Regions from separate parts of the Zea mays genome. Here all the other regions are linked to region 3. A link is a contact called in public Hi-C data. All regions are on one chromosome and are shown on one strand. Each heading gives the region's core, a stretch centred on a gene start, on an enhancer-like site or on the middle of the called end of the contact. The rest is flanking DNA. Distances are from core to core; before and after follow the strand shown. Region 1 holds the start of LOC100281714. Region 2 overlaps LOC100281714. Region 3 overlaps LOC103654691 (peroxisomal fatty acid beta-oxidation multifunctional protein).

Evidence for each region. Hi-C and Micro-C count contacts between places; a contact is called where the count stands out from the background.
Region 1: a Hi-C map of leaf shows a contact between it and region 3, with 6 times the contacts expected there. The contact joins the promoter of LOC100281714 here to the enhancer-like site in region 3. A contact is called at or near these places in 2 of 25 Hi-C or Micro-C datasets (bundle sheath and leaf).
Region 2: a Hi-C map of tassel shows a contact between it and region 3, with 5 times the contacts expected there. The contact joins two enhancer-like sites. A contact is called at or near these places in 4 of 25 Hi-C or Micro-C datasets (bundle sheath, ear, leaf mesophyll and 1 more).

What each region holds. Positions count from the first base shown.
Region 1 is chr4:228,762,570-228,766,294 of Zm-B73-REFERENCE-NAM-5.0, reverse strand. LOC100281714 reads left to right here and starts at 2,351. Exons shown (of 15, transcript NM_001154634.2): 1 at 2,351-2,586; 2 at 2,689-2,729; 3 at 3,108-3,177; 4 at 3,265-3,413. The coding sequence starts at 2,511.
Region 2 is chr4:228,744,457-228,747,865 of Zm-B73-REFERENCE-NAM-5.0, reverse strand. LOC100281714 reads left to right here. Exons shown (of 15, transcript NM_001154634.2): 15 at 652-1,369. Among protein-coding and RNA genes, the nearest start is that of LOC100281714, 18 kb to the left of the region's middle. Within about 2 kb of position 1,950, at least 20 of the 20 cell types and tissues checked have an H3K27ac peak or open chromatin away from gene starts, as enhancers often do. A contact at or near this core is called in ear, leaf mesophyll and tassel, where this site is marked.
Region 3 is chr4:228,309,268-228,313,120 of Zm-B73-REFERENCE-NAM-5.0, reverse strand. It overlaps LOC103654691 (peroxisomal fatty acid beta-oxidation multifunctional protein), which reads left to right. Exons shown (of 18, transcript XM_020552871.2): 14 at 569-690; 15 at 846-967; 16 at 1,079-1,227; 17 at 1,923-2,061; 18 at 2,289-2,642. The coding sequence ends at 2,336. Among protein-coding and RNA genes, the nearest start is that of LOC103654691, 15 kb to the left of the region's middle. Within about 2 kb of position 2,335, at least 15 of the 20 cell types and tissues checked have an H3K27ac peak or open chromatin away from gene starts, as enhancers often do. A contact at or near this core is called in ear, leaf, leaf mesophyll and 1 more, where this site is marked.

The sequences.
Region 1 (3,725 bases), core at 1,102-3,601, 450 kb before region 3:
TCATGACACATGAACAACACCACCCTGGCACGGCTAGGCCTGGTGCCAAACGAGGTTCAAACCGCAGCCGGCCGGCTCCTCCCTTGGAGCCTCAAGCCCTTAACCACCGGGCTATATACCCAATTTCAGCACATATATTACCTACAAGAAACATCTGCCCCTGCGCCCCTGCAACAGTTAGGTGCTTGTCAAGACTAATTTGCACTTCAGTGGAACTCGATGGTTTAGTTGCAGGGTACTCGATAATTTAAATGTGAGGCGACCAGCAGAACAGGAATGATTCAAACGCCCAAATGTTCATCAAACCTTGTGTTCCATCCACAGTATTTGTTTGCTTTAAGTAGTCATCATTTATTTCCAACTTCTGAGCAAACGAGTGACGAATCTCTAGGCAATCCTCATATCTAAATGGTACTCCCTCTGTCCCAAATAAAAATTTATTTTGGGATGTTAATAGATTCATACAATACTTGATGTATATGTTTTATATATATGTATATATTTATCATCATTCATTTGAATATAAACATAAAAAATAAGAGCTAAAACAAATAGTACTATGGGACGGAGGGAGTACCATAAAATCTTGCAGACCTGAGAGCACACATGAACTATTGCAAAGCATGTTGTAACAGATTCCCATATCATGCTGGAATTGTGGTGAGCTTCTATGGAATTGTGTTGAGCTTCTAGAAGCACCAAATCTATAACTGATGTAAGACAATTATGCAAATTCTTATTGAGGAAGTTAGATTTTCAATACCCAAAAAGAATAACTCAGTTAAACAAAGTTTACCCTGGCAAAGACCTTTTTCCACAATTGCTTAAAAAGATACTGTATTACCCTTTTTCCTAGGGTGATAACAAAATTCAGTAGATTGCATGATCAGAAAACACAGAATATATTCAACCCCAGTAAAATCATTCCATACCTTCCAGGCATTGCATTCAAGATTCTAACTATCTGGGATACATCACAAACAACACGCTAAAGTAAATTTACATTGCATAGAGGAACAAGCAGCAATTGAACATTTGACAAGCGTCGGCTTGCTTTTGCGATATCCTCCCTCTACTCAGGGATTTGCGCCAATTGCTGCTGTAGCACTATCCCATATCTCCACAGGCAGCTGATCAGCTCTGGCCAATGCCATCCTGCTGCCACCAAATGCCCAGCTCACAATCTTGGGCTTTGTGGATAGTTCACTGCCAACCCAATTCCTCCTCATCACCTTCTTTCCACTGGCTTCTGGTGCCAATCCCACCTGACTCCACACCTCAACGTCCGCGCCTCGTGCCACAAACACCCAACTGCAGTAGCACTCAATTCTACAACCATTCCTCTCTTTCCTTCCAGATGATGCGGCTGCAGCCGCCTTCTATCCATCGCCAATGCACACCCATGGCTCCAATCCAACGCCACCACCGTTACCAAGCCTCCTCAGGTCAGCCATGAACACCTCACTGGATGCTGCACCCACCTTGAACACCGCTGACAGTGCGTCAGACGCGGCAACATCAGCAAAGCAATCCTCCTTCTCCCTGACCTCCCACACTGGCACCGTGGCGCTCGCCCGAACATCCCAAAGACGTATGTCCCCCACCACCCCGGCCGGCCCAGAGTGAGAGCTGGCGGCGAGAAGGAGGCTGTGCCCACCAAGCCACGCGAGCTTGCTCGCTGGGATCGCAGCCTCGATGTTCCGAACACCTCCTTCCGCCCGATTTCCACTACAGGAGTCAGGACGCGGCGAGCAGTAATGGCGGCGAGGAGGGGGCGACAGTGGTAGAGGAGAGGAGGTGCGCGACTGTCTGCGAGATGAGGAGCGACCGACGGCGGGTGAGGAGCCGCCGCGCGAGAGCCGCGCGACCGACGGAGAGCCTGCGGGCGCGGGCATATCTAGGGTTTTTCCTAGATGGGCCGTTTACAATTGAATTGATAGATGGGCCTCATATCAGCCAGCCAAATAAATTTCATGTTCTCTACCGCGGCACAAATAAATGGTACCATATCGGCTAGCAAAAGAGTGCGGCAGCAACTTATAAACGTGGCTGCTACAGAGAAAGCAATTAGCTCTTGTAATCAGTTAGTGGTATATTGTAAACATGTATTGAACTTTTGTGCGCACGGATGGACGATCCAGATTGAACAACAGCCATGCGGGCTACCCTTAGAGCCTTAATAAGTAGTAGAGATAATACTTTGTCCTTATATATATTTTATTTAAATCCATTTGCCTGAAGTTTGCTGTTGGAAGCAAAGCTGCTTGAGTCTCCGACATTACTTTTTTTTTCTCACCGTCGCGTCTTGCGCTGCAAAATCTAATCCGTTTCCGACCTTCTAGAAGCCTTCAACCCGCCACTTTGCCCACTCTCCTCTTCCTTCTTTGCTACCCATTTCGTCGCAGTAGTCGGCAGTCGAAACCCTAGTCCCCTCGCTTTCCTTCCACTCGCCGTCGCGGCGCCGATAGAGCCAGAGCTGAAAGGCGTAGGAAAAGCTGGTGGAGGAGGGGATGGACCGGATCGTAGGCAGCAAGTACAAGCTGGGTCGCAAGATCGGAAGCGGTTCCTTCGGGGAGATCTACCTCGGTTCGACCTCGATCACGACAGCTGTTGTTCACTTTGCTTGGTGTTTGGATCTGACGAGGTTTTGGTGCTGTGCTTGTTGTTGTCCCCTCCCTCTCTATGCAGCGACGCACGTCGACACCTACGAGATCGTCGCCGTCAAGATTGTGAGCCCCCGTTCCCTCAGCCGTCCCTCGTTTTTGTTTGATTTTGTTGGAATTCGTCTATGGTTTCGCGGCTTCTTGCTATGCTTATTGCGGCGCGCAGTAGGGTTATGAGGTGGAGCTTAAAATTGTGTAATGTTGATTCAGCGTCCTGGACCCCTCAGGTTTTTGTGCTCTAGGTTACTTGCAACCTCTTTGTAAAAAAAATGAAAACGAAACCATCTCTGTAAAATGACATCTGTTAGGACATGATAAGTAGTCATTTGATGAAGTTACAAATGAATGGAGTTATTATATGACAACACATTGCAAATTAATATATGCTGTAGATGTGTATTTGCCATGTTTATTTTTGGAACTTATGTTTATTATTATGTACAGGAAAGCAGCAAAACCAATCATCCACAGTTGCTATATGAGGCCAAACTGTACAATGCTCTTCAAGGAGGGAGTATGCGTTTGAGTACATACAAATCTTACTTTGCTGATTGTTATACCATTATCTGTGTTGAATTGTTGCTATTTTGAATCCATGTAGCTGGTATCGCAAACATAAAATGGTGCGGCATTGACGGCGATGAAAACATTCTTGTTATTGATTTACTCGGACCAAGCCTTGAAGATCTGTTTGTTTATTGTGGCCGGAGATTCTCACTGAAGACGGTCTTGATGCTAGCGGACCAGATGGTAATAATTCTTCTCCAACCTCCCTAGGTTTTATTTACTATTGTGATGAATTTGTGAAAGGTGCCAATCACTTATGTTTATTTCTCAGTGATGCTTGTGTAGCACTCTTACAGTGCATCCCACGATTGCTACATATGCCATTAGCACTTGTTTGTGATCGACTGGATTATGCCATATGTAAGGAACACTCAAATTCAAGTGAATTACACTCAAATTTAAGTGGATCACACACAAATAGCTGACAGTGGAACACACAATCTCAAGTGATTTACACAGTAGCTACATTGAGATGGCACATGAGCAGAACAGCAA
Region 2 (3,409 bases), core at 701-3,200, 440 kb before region 3:
AACTTTTGGCACTTGGCTCACTGCTGCACTCCACCGCTCTTGTAGGTTGCCTGATGTAGTTTCATGGATGCATTCTGGACAAACATCCAATGCTTCTTAGTTGCATGAGGCCATTGCTGGAAATAGCTGTCGGATTTTTATGAGGACTTCTGTATTGCTTGAGGTGATTACTACCAACCAGAAATGTGGTTGATGCTGGTTATGAATTCAGCATCAGTTGGTTGTTCTGGTTGTTTTTTGTTCTTCTCCATCTGCGTATAATTTGAAAACTTGCCTAGGAACGTCAGATATTCATTTTTGTGTTCAACACGAGTGGATACATTGTAACTCATCTGCATGGGGTCGTTGATTCAGGATCCTTTACAAACCTAATAATGGTGACACATTCTATGCATAATGAAAATTTGGGGTTTCACCTGGATAGCTTTCATTTTAATTACGGGCTGCAGCAGTGCGACAATGTGCATTCTACTTGGATTGAGTTACAACTTTTTAACTTGTATAAGGCAAGTTACTTTTGCTATTTGTCGCATTCTCTTGCAAGTAACAGGAATTGGATTTCTCACCGTATTTTTTCTGATCATATTCCATTTTGATGCTGTCAATTTATTTGTAGAAAGTGATGTACTAATTGACTTAGATTTACTGCAGCTTCCATTGTGTTGAACACAAAATTACACCATGCAAAACATCGCGAAGAGGTATCTGGGAAGTTTATGATTGGTTAGCATGCACATTCAATGACATATGCATGCATCAGTTAGGACAACGCCTCTTCGCTAAAAGTGAATATCCGACCAGTATTGACCTGCAGTTTCCAGTGTCTTGACACCAAATCGCCATACAAAAACTACAGAGTGGTGGTATACGGGAAGTTCATGGTTGGTTAGCATACACCCTCTTTGCTGAAAGGCTGTCATATTCTACTTGGATTGGCCGCAGCTTGCAATGTATGACACCAAATAGCACCATACAAAGACTATGAAGAGGTCTGGGAAGCTTATGATTGGGTAGCATCCATGTATCTATAACTGTGACCGCAACTTTGAAGAAACACATGCTGTGGCTCATGGCCTCGAGATAAAAAAAGGTTAAATTGCAATCGACAACAATCTGGTTGGGCAGAGGTAAATATCATGCCGTGCTCCTGTCATAGACATGGTTGCCTGTATTTTATTTGAATGAGGGTTGAATAGCTTATAACATTGTGAGGAAGTCCTACCACATATTGATTTTTCATGTTGGTGTTTTTTTTGTTGGCATTCTCTCTCCAGTTGTCATAAAAACAATGAACTGTACATAATTTCTTAGAAGGGCTGTTCTTAAGTGTTGAGGTGGAATGAGATGATTTACTTGATAAAAGTGTACATATTTAGGTATCCCTCATTTTTCTGATTGCATCAATATCTTTCAATGATATAACGCTGGTTCCGAAGTGAATGTTTTTTTAGTTATAAAAAGGATGAACTGTATCTAGGAGTGGAGCCATCTTTATACTTTGTCGAGTCTGAACAGCACTTCGCCAGAATTCAAAACTGCCCAATTTATTCATGCATTTGTTGTGCGACAACATGAAACAGAGCAGAATGTTAAAGTCCAGCTTTAGTCATCGCGCTTATAACATTCCTGGTTTAACTATATAGTCGAGTTCTTGAATTTGGCAATTTTCACAGCTGGAGCCGCCTTAGTCTAACGCTTGTTCTTGTTTTCGAGACAGAATCCTGTTCGCAGAGTGTTTGAGCTCATTTGTTCCTTGGCAAAGTCGATGTCGTTGACGAACACCTGCATTACGAATTACGATATATGAACACCGTAGGAAGTTTGTCGAAAAGCGAAGGGAATCATCCTTCTCTATAGTCCAAAAACGTCGGTGCATTGGATAGTACCGATTTCACTCATCAGGGTCCAGGATGGATGTGACATGCATTGGTGTGGATTGATCCCTGGCAAGGGCAATGGCTCACAACTCAGCATCATGTTGTGTCCAGAGAAGCATCTCAGCTGCAGGGACCTAGCGCGAAGAAAACCAGATTGCACACCTGGGCATATGCAATTCCCCTTGTCATACTCGGTGTCGGTGACACCATAGTTGTAGGTATGCTCCAGCGTTCCAGGCCTCTCAAACTTGTAGCCGTCACCCGTCAGGGCCCACACCACGAAGGCGATGACGCTCTTGCTGCCCTCTTTATGAGATCTCAATTGTAACCGATCGACGGGGAAGTTCTAGGTTTGCCAACAGCACTGCTCGACGACGAAATGCGATTCCGCGGGCCCGTATTCGAGGAACGCGTCGGTTTACTTCTCCTCAGCCTTAGGTATATATGCCCATCTTGCTGAGCAGCTTCATCGCCCAGGCACCCGGTTTAGAACATGCATTAATTTGTATAATCTGTTTCAGCTCAGACTTCAGAGCGGACTGTGACTTGTATTGTTTTGTGGTACCTGATTGTCTTTGTCGACGTCGCCGACCCGGTAGATGACATGTCCTTTCTTTGCCCACGAGAAGGCCTCGGATCTTTTGCCGCCGCGCCGGCCACGTTACTGGTCTCGTCCTGGCCACCTGAGCTGTAAGCTGCGCTGCAGCGGTGGAGAGGAACAACGACCTCCGGGCCCGCCCGGGGCACGGGCGTGGCGCCTGCAGTAACGTGCATGAACGTACCTCATCCTTGACGTGTGGGGCCGACCGGTGCCTGGCCCCATACGTCAAAAGGATGTTACTGTAGAGGATTTGATTCCGACGTGGCTGTGCACGCGACAGCCCCCGCGGCCAGTCCTCGTCGCAGTGTCTGCTGGTCGAATCGGTTTGCCTGGCGCCCCTTTCTCGTGCCATCCTTAATTCCTGGCCGCTTCGGAGTGGTATCCTGCATAGTATTTGGTGCGGACGGTTGTGTACGCTGCCAAGTGCTAGAGGCCGACTGAACCCGGTACCGAATAGTTTGGTTTTATATGAGACCAAGTATAATAAGATATATAGGCTGGATGTAAGGCATAGAGTACCACATTAGATTTACGGTGACGTGAAAGAGAGAATAAAAGTGGGTGCTTATTAATAGCCAGCTAACATCAGGCTGCTTATGGACTCCAACACAATTACACAATATGTGAGAGGAAGAAATAGACCAACCATTAAATGCAGGGGTCGACCAAACCTCTCATGAACCTGTACTGCTTTTTAGCATTAGGCTATTCACAATGAAGGTTTCATGGGGTGTTTCATATATTAATTAGCCTGCCACATCAGCTATTTTGATGACATGTCACATCATTTAAGAAGGAAGAGTTTCATGGAGTTTCATGGGGATGAAACCATGTTAACTCGTTTCCAAGATCTTGGAAACTGTGTGAAACCTCCACTGAGAGTGTTTTGTTTCATCTTCATATAATTGAGTAAATCCTATTGGTTATTTAT
Region 3 (3,853 bases), core at 1,086-3,585:
CAGTACTAGATTATCGGTCCAAATTATCTTCCTTTTGCAGATGGGAATCAAGCATTTACCTGGACAAAGAATAAAAAACTCGGCCGGGGAGGGAAAGACCGCCCTCCCGGTATTCCATATAAGAAGAGACCGAAACAATGGCCCGGCCGAGAAAATCCCCGAACCCTGGCCCCCCATCACTAACGGGCCGGCGTCAACTGTCCACTCTGCAACGGCCCAACCGGAGGGTGGCGCACAGGACATCGCAACCTAAGAGTGGATGGGGCACAGCGAGGGGATTTTTTTAACCAAGTCTGAAAATTCGCTCCCGATAGGAATGGAACCCAGGATTTGGAGGTGCTACTCGGAAGTCCTTAACCGCTAGGCTAGAGGCCCTTTCGCTGGACAAAGAATAATGCGACATCTTTAGTTTGCTGTGTTGTGCCTTAGCTAACTCGTTAAAATGAGCAATGCAGACCTGAGGCACCGTTGATTCTTAAATGGCTATTGTTGATTGACTGTTCTAAATTTTACTTCCATGATTCTTGTGAGTTCTTAAATTTGGCATTTTTTCCTTGCTTCCCTGTAGACTCCAAGATGTGGCTGGGTATGGAGTTGCCTTGGCAGTAAAGGATATCTACGCTGATGCCTTTGGAGAAAGAAATTTGGACTCTGACCTTGTGGATTTGATGGTAAAGGATGGACGACAAGGTAAACTTCTTAACATTTGCTTGTTTCATAATTTGATCTTCTCTTATATGATGGCTAATTTGATCCTCTTATATAATGGCACAAACCAGTTAATAGATGAATGCACATTTTATATATTTCTCGAGAAGTGAAATTTCCAAATTACTGTTTTTCAGGAAAGGTGAACGGCAAAGGTTACTACATTTATGAGAAGGGTGGGAAGCCAAAGCCAGATCCTAGTGTTAAGCATGTTATCGAGGAGTACCGAAAGCACGCAAACACAATGCCTGGTGGAAAGGTACTGTTTTCTCACGCCTGTCTTGATACATGGCCTGTGCATTTTTATTAGAATTTTTATTCTATTCCTGTTGAGTAAGATCCTTATTCGACCAAATTATATTTCTTGCAGCCTGTTACTTTAACGGATCAAGATATTTTGGAGATGATTTTCTTCCCAGTTGTGAATGAGGCATGCAGGGTTATGGATGAAAATGTTGTAATTCGAGCTTCTGATCTTGATATTGCTTCTGTTCTTGGAATGGGCTTTCCTAAATACAGGTAAGAATTACTTGAAGTTTTAACTGTATTTAAATGCTTATGTAGTTACTTCTGTACAAAATGATTTTTTTTTTACTTTCTTCCACTTAACTCGCAGTTTTCCATCCCTGGCACGTTCATTTTTGCACAAGTTTGCTGAATGAATTTACAATTTTAATCCATGAATCCCAAATCTCACTAAAACCACAGGTTGTGATGATACTCCTGGAAGAACACTTAATAGATCATATAGACAAAACGCAATGGGTGTGATTTGCAATTTATGGAAATAAATTTAAATGGCATGTCTTCAAATTTAGCACCTTGCTAATGTACTCATACAACAAATGTACCTACTCTAATAATTATACAGGCTAACCTCTCATCCTATGATTGTGTTGCATATAGTATCTAACATGTGTATAGTTGTCTAATTATCGATCTGGTTCCTCATTGTTTGAAATGTCCAAGACTACTGTATGCTTGACTTGTATGTAGTTCTGCAGAGAGTTCTACTTAATATTGAACTGAATTCTATCTTTACGTCGTGCAAGTATTGGCAGCCCTTAGTGTCAATACAAGCTAAACCTCTTCTAATGCAATGATCATTGTCCTCCCATTTACCATTTGTGTATTTCTATGTTGTATTGTTTATGGATTTAAGGAGGTGTGGTGCCTATTCTGAGTATTTATTTGAACTTACAAAAAAAATGCAGGGGTGGTCTTGTCTTCTGGGCTGACACTGTTGGAGCACCTTACATACATTCTAAGCTAAGCAAGTGGGCTGAAATTTATGGCCCCTTCTTCAAACCATCATCATATTTGGAACAGCGAGCTAAGAGTGGTGTACCATTGGTAAGCTCTCATTGTCACTCAGCATCCTCATGAGTTGGGTGATGCACATAGATATTCCATTCTGATATAGATGCGAATTTACCTTTGGTCTTGTGCTAATCATCTATCATAATACAATTACCGATTCGTCTAGACTACTGCTGTTGCTGCAGAAAACAGTGTGACGCTATATGTCAAATCATGGAGCAGGCTGTTCGTCATGCTAACCGTTTTTATATTCTCCGCAGAGCGCACCAGGAGCTTCGCAGCAAGGTTCGGCGAGGTCACGCATGTGAGGTGCTGTCCAGCATTGAGCAGAATAATGCAGAATACTTGCGGGATGAGCCATTGACGGCTGCTTCGCTGATCAAAACACCTCCGTGAACACAAACATGAGGCACAGAAGAAATGATGAAAAATAAAGGGATTGTAACAGTTTTGGTGCCTTTGACTGTAACTGGCAGAGTTTCTGGGGACAGAGTGGCATGGATTAATTGCACCTGATCACTCTGTATGTCGCTGTCATGTGTGCAATGTTCAATACGTACGTAATAAAGAATGGAAATATATGCCGCAATCAGTGCGTCGTCTTCTCGAGTTAATCGCTTGCGCCAACCAAGACGGCCGCGCGTCGTGATCCAGCGAACAAGGAGTCAGGACGGCCGGGCCATGGCGGCGGGGACAATGACGCGCACACGGCGTGCCGCTCATCACCATGTCCCATCGTGCTCCCGGAGGACTCCAATGCAATCTTCGCTGGGTTATGGGAGAAGTACGGTGAGGCCATGGCCCACGACGATGTCAAGGCCTCCCCTCATTCCTCCATTCTGCAGCGGGGATGACGGTCTGTAAGAACACTGATCTAGGTGGGGCTGTACGCCGCTCCCGGCATACGTCTCTTCTTACGGACCACTGGATTACAACTAATATCTAGAACCTTACACAGCGTCACCGCCAGAAATCTGAGCGCAGCCGACCATCTGTTCTCCACACACCCTTAGGTCTTGTTCGGTTATTCCCATTATACATGGATTGGAAAAAATTTAGAAAAACTTTGACTTGCTTGGGATTTAAACCCACTCAATCTCACTCAATCCACATGGATTGAGAGCTAACCGAACAAGCCCTTACGGGGTCCACTCCACCTCCTTAACCCCTCTTCCAAGGTTCACGAGAATAAAACAAAAACAAAGTTGTAGCCACCTAGTGGGTCCATTACGGCCCACTACTCTTGGATTGGACTTCACACTACGACTAGGCTTGCCTTCTTCCTCTGACTCTTTCGAATCCTTGACATTCTTCCCCTTTTGAGAGATGGCTTGTCCCCAAGCCGCTATCCGTGGAAATCGCGCGACGGTGATTGCCTCATCTTCTTAGGTTGCTAGTTTTTCCAGTTATGAGGTCCACTTGATCAACACTTGTGGAATCACTCCTTTCTGTGTAGAGAGCTCTCGACGCCGCAAAATTTTCTCGTGCTGTTGTGAAGGGTTAGGCACAGGAGGTAAAGCTAAACTGTAACACCCTTAATTTGGGGTATAAATTTTTTCTCTAAATGCCTACCAAATTCAGGTTTTACCCTTTCTCTCTCTAGTCTCTCTCTCTTCCTTTTGAGTAGGATTAGGTTAATTAAGTGAGGGATTTATTATTTATTTTGTCAAAACTTATGTGGGTCATAATTTGTTGCATCATGCTGAGCCTAAAATATTCTTTGAATTGATGCACATGTTTGAATTTGAAACTTGGTTTGAATTTGAATTGAAAACCGTAGAGAAAATAAAAAAAGCATTTCGAAAATCAAGGGAAAAAGAAAAAC